Regions from separate parts of the Xenopus laevis genome. Here region 2 is linked to region 1. The links are chromatin contacts, called in public Hi-C maps. All regions are on one chromosome and are shown on one strand. Each heading gives the region's core, a stretch centred on a gene start, on an enhancer-like site or on the middle of the called end of the contact. The rest is flanking DNA. Distances are from core to core; before and after follow the strand shown.

Region 1 (4,169 bases), core at 959-3,458:
TGTTGTACTAAAGTCACAAGATAATTGCCTCCACCAAAAAGGAGTTCAAGCTTCCCGCAGTCCTATGTTTTTTTTTGTACAGTGCTTGAGGTACTATGGATTGCAGTGTTAAACAGAATCTGCAAGAGTTTAGAGCAGGGGTCCCCAACCTTTTTTACCCGTGAGCCACATTCAAATGTAAAAAAATTTGGAGAGCAACATAAGCATGCATAAAGTCCCAGGGGTGCAAAAATACAGGCTTTGGTGGCCCCTATGTGGATTGGCAGCCTACAAGGGCTTTCATTTGTAGTACACGTGTTTTTTATGCAACTAAAGCTTTACTTCAAACCAGAAATTCAAAAATAAGCACCTGCTTTGAGGCCACTGGGAGCAACATCCAAGGGGTTGCAGAGTAACATGTTGAGCCAGTGGTTTAGAGTGTGTCTATAGATTATACAGTGAATAAAGTACCCCCTCTTGTAAAATATAAGGATATTATAAGTTATATTATAAGTTACCGAGGAGTTTCATGACCATATAAAAACACGCGGCTGAAGGCCATGGAACTCCGAAGTGACTTCTAATATCCATATATTTTGCAACAGGGGGTACTTTATTTATTATAATACACAAGTTTGTCCTGTGACAGAAATGACATCACTACTCACCGTTTCTAACTGATGACATCACTACTCATCGTTTATCAGTACTCACTGTTTATAAGGATATAATTTACAAGATATTCATGGCTTTTGTGTATTATAACTCTGATACTTTACAGTGGATTTTAAGGAGAAGTCTGGTGTATGAGAAATAGTTCAGTATCTATTTAGGTCCCAGTATCGTCTGATCAGTTACTAAATCGCTGCTCCTTCACCTTTTTCTCAGGGCACCTAAATATAATCTTGGAGTCAGATTAGCAACCTAAACCTTGTTTAAATTGTGCCTAAATTAGGATGAAATTTTGTATGGGAACCTGTAAGGACGCCCTGCACTAGGTTAACCCCTCAGAATTGTGCCTCATTTCTAATATTTGTACAGCAAAGGAACGTTAAAGAGGTGGTTCACCTTTAAATTAACTTTTAGTATGTTATAGAATGGCTAATTCTAAGCAACTTTTCAATTGGCTGTCATTATTTATTTTTTTATAGTTTTGAAATGATTTGCCTTCTTCTTCTAACTGTCCAGCTTTCAAATGGGGGTCACTGACTCCACCTAAAAGCAAATGCTCTGTAAGGCTACACATTTAATGTTATTGCTACTTCTCTTTCTATTCAGACCTTCTCCTATTTATATTCCAGACCCTAGCAACCAAAATTGCTGAAATTGCAGAGCTGCTGAATAAAAAGCTGAATAACTGAAAGACCACAAATAATAAAGAGTTAAAACCAATTGAAAATTGTCTCAGAATATCACTATTTACATCATACTAAAAGTTCATTTAAAGGCGAACAACCCCTTTAAATCCTTGGCATTGTGCTTATTACATTACTGGCTTACCTTGCACCCCCTCTGTTTCTCCCTTGTGTTTTCAATAGTCCATAAAGCGATGGGAGCTTTTAGTATAATACTTAGCACAACTCATATCTGGTCACGAAAGAGTTAATCAGTGTAGGTCAGCAGATAAACAAAGGCATATTAGTTCTTGTTTAAAGCAGCCGACGGGTCCCCCTACTGGTGAATGTTATAAATCCATCGCTTGTGTTTGTGCTATTCCCTAGAAACAGTCAAATAACAGCATATTGAAAACCATAAGGAAAGGGATATTGGGTTTTATTAGCGCCATAAAGTGATTCAAACAACCCTTTTGTTTGTTATCCCCTCCAGCAACAACCCGATTAAGTATTTAGCCTGTAATTCATTATATTTTTTATATTCACATAATATGGGGGCGGGGGATGGGATGCTCTTGTGCAAAATTCATACCTTCTTATATGTTGGTGTTCAGCCTTATGATAACGAATACCCTGATTGTCCGCTCTAGTTTAAGACATCAGTTATATTATTAATCGAGTGGCTGCTAAAAATCACAGGGCATCTGTTTAATTCATATTTGGGATTTTTTTACTTGGGTTGCAGCTGCCTTGCTGATGTCTCATGTAGTGGTCTTTGTGTATAATGATGCAGATTCTCCGTATAAATCGGCCCTTGTGCCTATGAGAACCCTGTGTGCTCTTCTGAATGACAAAAACAGCTGAGAACAGCAGCGCCTCCACCTTCTTTTGTCTGTCCTGCTCCTTTTCAGGGTCCCGCCCATCCTTGCAGAGACATTTAGGATTGGCCGGAATGTCTGGCAGGAGGAGCAAATGAGATTGTTTTCCTTCTCCTGCGTGACATCACTCTATTTGTCTCGGTGCTGGGAGCCTGAAAGCTCATTAGAGGATTTGCTGGCAGAGGACGCGCACTGTGGATTCTCACTCTCAAAACCATGAAGCCTTTATATTGTGTTTTTATGCACTGAGGACTGCACTTTCTAAAACCAAAGGATTTTTTTTTTTTTGCATTTGTTTCAAACAGGGAATAAGCTACTGTAAAGGACAGACCAGAGAAGCTCCACCCAGACCCTTTGCTCTCTCTAATGTGCAGTAACGATGAGCCCTGCCTTCGGAGCCATGGAAGTGGAGCACTACGCAAAGGGAGTCCTGCTCGAGCCTTTTTTACACCAGGTCGGGGGACATTCGTGCGTCCTTCGCTTTAATGACAAAACAATCTGTAAGCCATTGATTCAAAGGGAGCATCTGTTCTATGAAACACTCCCTGCAGAGATCAGGAAGTTTACACCACAGTATAAAGGTACGTTTTCCCTTCTTTCTATGGAAGCCACGTTTATTTCAACTGTTTCTGGTATCCTCTGTTCTCCCTAAAACGCTTCTCTGCAGAAGCCTTTGGGGAATTTTTTTGTTCTTTTTCACATATTTCAATGTTGTCAGGGACAGGCTTTGATGCGTGAGTTGGCGATGCTTACCATTGGGTCTCTTGGCTGACTAAAAGCATTACAGTTTAGACAAGCTGTGCTTGGGGCCTTAAGTCTCCCATAGTCTCCCAGTAGGTAAGTGGAACTTGTTCAGACCAGCTCTTAGAAATAAATGATCATCTGAATCTTTCTTTCCTCTGTGCTATCATTTTCTTCTGCCTTCACTCTTTGAAAGCTGATTACAATTCTCCCATTTATATTTTAATGTTCCTGCTTAGAATGAAATGGCCTAAGCCTAATACTGAAGAGGAAAAGGATGACAGGGATAAATAACCCATTCTGTTTGCATCCTGTAGTAAGTAATTAGACTCGGATGCCGTTAGTTGCAACTCTTGAAATTATCTGCTTTTGTGATACTTTCTGGATAACGTTGAATATTCTTTTCAGTATATTCATTCTTTTTCTCATTTTCCTCTTTCCATATTTCTCATATATATGGACTGTATGAGGTCCTTCATTTAACAAAAGAAACACAAATGTGTTAATGGTATATAACAACACATTTAAATGTTCTTTGAAAGGTTGGGAACCAGCATTTATGACTGTTGTCTTATCGTCTCTGCTTCTTTCCACTATTTTGTTTTTAGTATGGTGAAGGGTGGTCTATTTACACAGAATTAACTGTGATATATTGACAGGCTGTTTGCTAGATGGCTTTAACCCTCTATCCTTGTAGCCATTCCTTTTTGTGCTTGGAAGCAGTGGTCTGAGCTTCTGCAAAACCTTCCCAGCTACTGTAAGTCCAGGGTCCTGCACCTCTCTCCCAGCAGTCCTGAGGGACATGAGCAGCAAGAACGCATGCAGACTCTAGAAAGCAGAGAGACTTAAAGGACATTTTTGGGGCACTCATGGATAAAACTTGAATGATTCAGATGTTTCAAAGACTTTTAGAAAAAGTCAGTTCTTTAGAGACTGATGAGCAGAAGGTGCTTCCATGGTTTCAACAAAATGCAGTTTACTTTGTATCTTGTGGGTTTTTTATTTATTTATTTTTTCAAACTGCCCTGCTGCAACTCAGAAAACAAGTCATTTGCTTTAAATAAAACCTAAGTAATCATGTTGACTCTGAAAATAAAGCTTTACAGATAGTTTGTTTCGTTTCACGTTCTGTTTTGCTTTGCTTGTAGCTCTACTAATCAGGTGCCTAGATCTGTCTTCAGTTTTGTGATATACTGAATGCTTTTTTTCATACTTTTTGATTTTTTTTTTGCTTTGC
Region 2 (4,169 bases), core at 631-3,130, 150 kb before region 1:
TGTGGCTACTAAAGCAAATAAAGTTCTGTCTTGCATAAAAAAGGGCATTAACTCAAGGGATGAAAACATAATTCTGCCTCTTTATAGGTCCTTGGTGAGGCCTCATCTGGAGTATGCAGTGCAGTTTTGGACTCCAGTCCTTAAGAGGGATATAAATGAGCTGGAGAGAGTGCAGAGACTAAGTGCAACTAAACTGGTTAGAGGGAGGGAAGACTTAAATTATGAGGGTAGACTGTCAAGGTTGGGGTTGTTTTCTCTGGAAAAAAGGCGTTTGCGAGGGGACATGATTACACTTTACAAGTACATTAGAGGACATTATAGACAAATAGCAGGGGACCTTTTTACCCATAAAGTGGATCACCGTACCAGAGGCCTCCCCTTTAGACTGGAAGAAAAGAACTTTCATTTGAAGCAACGTAGGGGGTTCTTCACAGTCAGGACAGTGAGGTTGTGGAATGCACTGCCGGGTGATGTTGTGATGCTGATTCAGTTAATGACTATAAGAATGACTTGGATGATTTTTTTGGACAGACATAATATCAAAGGCTATTGTGATACTAAACTCTATAGTTAGTATAGATATGGGTATATAGAATTTATGTAAAAGTAGGGAGGGGTGCATGTATGGATGCTGGGTTTTCATTTGGAGGGGTTGAACTTGATGGACTTTGTCTTTTTTCAACCCAATTTAACTGTGTAACTATGTAACCTGTACATTATGGACTTAAATTGGTTGTTGGCCAACCAGTAGCCCATCTCCAAAGCCTACTGTCGGCTTTGGAGATGGGACATCCCCAGCAAGAGAGGTGCATGCTGCCGTTACACTTGGGTGAAATCGCCCAAGTATTTCGTCTCCTGGAAACCCTCCCAGTGTGAAACTGGTCCTGCAATCTTGCATGATATATGAGTATGGACCTTAATGGACGCACTAGTGGGTGAATGTGGGAACTCAGGGCTCAGTAATTGCAGCACTTTGCACCCTGTGCTTTGTGCTGATGCAGTGCTCTGTGTGCAAGGAAGCTCTGTACTTCAACAGAATGCCAAGCCAGAATGCAGAATTTTTGGAAATGACTAGGAGGTGGCTATAGCGGGGTGTGCAGTATGTCTAACCAGTTTCCCACCACATAGCAGCCATATCCTTGGTACCAACCAGCGAAGGGAGATCACCCACTGACCATTTGTTCAGCACCTTTGAAAAGAATAAGTCACTGGGTAACATACCATGCAAATACTGTATACGTTTATAGCATGTCACAGCTATAGATAGTATATGCTAATAATCAATACTATAATAATAAAATATAATACATGGTGAGTTGTACTAGAGCAGGAGTGCCCATACTTCACTGATGCGAGGTCTACTTTTAGTGATGTTGTCCCTATATGATCTACATCCATGAAAGCAGTGTTTGCATTCTGTTCCATGGAAAATATTACTTAAATGTTGATTTATGAGAAAATACTGTATATATTGCTATATTTAACAAACAACTATTTCTTATGTAACATTAATGTAATAAGTATCTAAATGAAAATCATGACAGGAGGGTGATTTAGACAAGCTGTTTGTTGACAGTGTCTTGAGATCTACTGATCACCAGCTAAAGGTCTACTGGGAGATCCCGATCTACCTTTTGGGCACCCCTGTCCTAGAGTGTAAGAGGTTTGATGTTATTATGCACGCCCCATAAAATCCAGCACATTTCCCTGTAGGGATAGATGGAGATGGTGTGACAACCAGAAAAAAACCTGATGGGCCCCGTCCTTCATGGGCCTCACTAACTCAGGCCTGCTCCATTGCTCGGACTCAGACCTGCTCCCCTGCCAGGAACATCCCCTCTCTCTGATGACAGGCAGAAAGTTCAGGAGATGGAGGTATAAGGTGGGGGGCAGTGCTGAACATGAGGGGGAGAGGGACCCCAGGAGGAGGGACCTTCAAATCAGCCCAGATGAGCCCCAGACACCCCAGTCCAACCCTGTCCCCACTTTTTGGACAATTATCGTACCCAGACATTGCTATGATCCACTCAATCCATGGCCACATTTTGCAAAGCCTTATCCCCTTGAGGTTTTGCCATTCAACACTCTCCTGTCTATACTGGGACAAGCAGGAGTTAAGTGCTAGCTATACACTATAATATTATGCCATAACTGTATAGAAGTATATTCATTTAGCAGTTTAGGGACATTTTTTTGATGCATTATATTTATGTATGTGCAGCACTATAAAATCTCATCTCTCCCCACTTGGAGGTGCTGCTGTGTCTTTACCATAAATTCTTGCTCTTTTTACCTTAAAAACTCTTAAAAACAGTGGGCAAGTTTTTTCACTAGCCTGATTTCCCTATACAGGGATACTGGGGGGTTCTAATTTAACAGCAGCCGGGGGGGACTGCAGGATTCTCTGTTAAAAGGAATACACTATTTATATTAAACAGTCCGTCCCTAATTTTCTTTAGATTAATTTGTACAAATTAAAAGACATTTGCAAGAAAAAAAGGGGAAAGTTGTGAGCATATCCTGTAAGTCGTTTCCTGGTGCTGCTTTCAGCTCCCTATCAGATAAACATCTCTGGATAGAGAGAATTGGGCGCACATCAGTCCCAGCTATGGAAACATTTTCCCAAACACAAGAGACTGAGTTTGGAGAACAACAAGTTCTTGCGGGCCGGCTGCCAGGCACACTCACTGCAATTATTCACTGTCCTCAGAGGCTCCCGCGTGAAAAGGGAGAAAAGAAAGGGAAAGAAAAACAAACACTGCCAGTTTTAATTCCAGCAATGCAAAACTTATTCTGCAAAATAATATTTGTTAACAATTATTAAATTGTGATATGGTTTTAGGCTTCAAACTCAAAATAATGCTTTGGGTTTTAAAATTTTTGGGCCCAGTCATTTGTAGGGACCCATTTATTGCAGGGACCATGAAAACCACAATATTGTTTAGTACGACACAAGGGATCCAAAGGGAACAAATTCAAGTTTAGTGTACAAAGTGCAGTGACAGATACAACCCCCAACTCTACTGATTTATCCTTTTCGGAATCTGTATAGTTATCCATTCCATCATCACATACATTGGCTAAATTCAACAGCCCATTGCATGAATGGCTTGAATCTCTGAAGTCATAGGTTCTGCTCAATTGCCATGCCCCCATCTTGTGAATGACAGATTAGAAATTACACTTAACGCTGATAACCCAGGCTAAAGTGGGAACTGGCCATACTAAAAAATACACTGTAGTTGGAAACCTACTATTTATTTATAGGATGAAATACATGGCTTATGTAGGATATGTGAAGGAGTTGACCATCTATACTGTGAGGAGGTGTAACCTAGGCCCAGGGGTAGTATGGGAAGTTCATTTTCCCCTAGTCTAAAAAAGGGAGAAAGCACATGGTTTTGTCTCTTTGGACTCCACTGTATAAGGGAGTGGATGTGCTGAAGGCCTCAGTAACAAAAAAACAGGACTGTAAGGTAGGCTTAAACCTTAGTTGCCAGTCAGGAAAAAAGGACCCCAGCTTGTGATTGTGGCAGCACTCTCTAGGCGCGTAAGATGGTATAAGCCAGTGATCCCCAACCAGTAGCTTGTGAGCAACATGTTGCTCTCCAACCCCTTGGATGTTGCTCTGAGTGTCCTCAAAGCAGAAGCTTATTTTTGAATTCCAAGCTTGGAGGCATATGTCAAGTAAATTTTGTAAAAATGTTTGGTTTCCGCACCTTCTAAGCATCTGCAACCACTAGTTCAGAGTCCAAAATAGCAAAATAGATGTGCTGACAACTCTATATGTCAACTAGAACCTCCTGTAGGCTGCCAGTCCACATAGGGCCTTCCAAATAGCCAATCACAGCCCTTATTTAGCACCCCAAGGGACTTTTTCATGCTTGTGTTGCTCCCCAACTATTTTTACATTTGAATGTGGCTCAAAAAAAAAAAGGTTGGGGACCCCTGGTATAAGCAGTAAGAGCAGATTTTGTGCTCCACCAAGGCAGTGTCGGACTGGCCCGGCGGGACACCGGGAAAAAACCCGGTGGGCCCCGACCCTCGTGGGCCCCCGCCGGGCCAGACCACCTCTAATATTATAAAAACTTTGAAAAAGTTTCCGGCGATGCGCATCGCGTCGCCGCTTGTGCATGCGCATTGCCGCTTGCTCAACGAGAAGCGCTGCT

Evidence for each region. A called contact is a pair of places that touch in the nucleus more often than the background predicts.
Region 2: a contact with region 1 is called in a Hi-C map of the XL177 cell line, with 4 times the contacts expected there. The contact joins two enhancer-like sites. A contact is called at or near these places in 2 of 4 Hi-C or Micro-C datasets (the XL177 cell line and the XTC cell line).

The regions. Positions count from the first base shown.
Region 1 is chr4L:136,637,445-136,641,613 of Xenopus_laevis_v10.1, reverse strand. It overlaps ip6k2.L (inositol hexaphosphate kinase 2 L homeolog), which reads left to right. Exons shown (of 2, transcript NM_001086408.1): 2 at 2,497-4,169. The coding sequence starts at 2,571. The coding sequence ends at 2,843. Among protein-coding and RNA genes, the nearest start is that of ip6k2.L, 22 kb to the left of the region's middle. Within about 2 kb of position 2,208, at least 3 of the 7 cell types and tissues checked have an H3K27ac peak or open chromatin away from gene starts, as enhancers often do.
Region 2 is chr4L:136,791,987-136,796,155 of Xenopus_laevis_v10.1, reverse strand. No RefSeq gene overlaps it. Among protein-coding and RNA genes, the nearest start is that of prkar2a.L, 67 kb to the left of the region's middle. Within about 2 kb of position 1,880, at least 1 of the 7 cell types and tissues checked has an H3K27ac peak or open chromatin away from gene starts, as enhancers often do.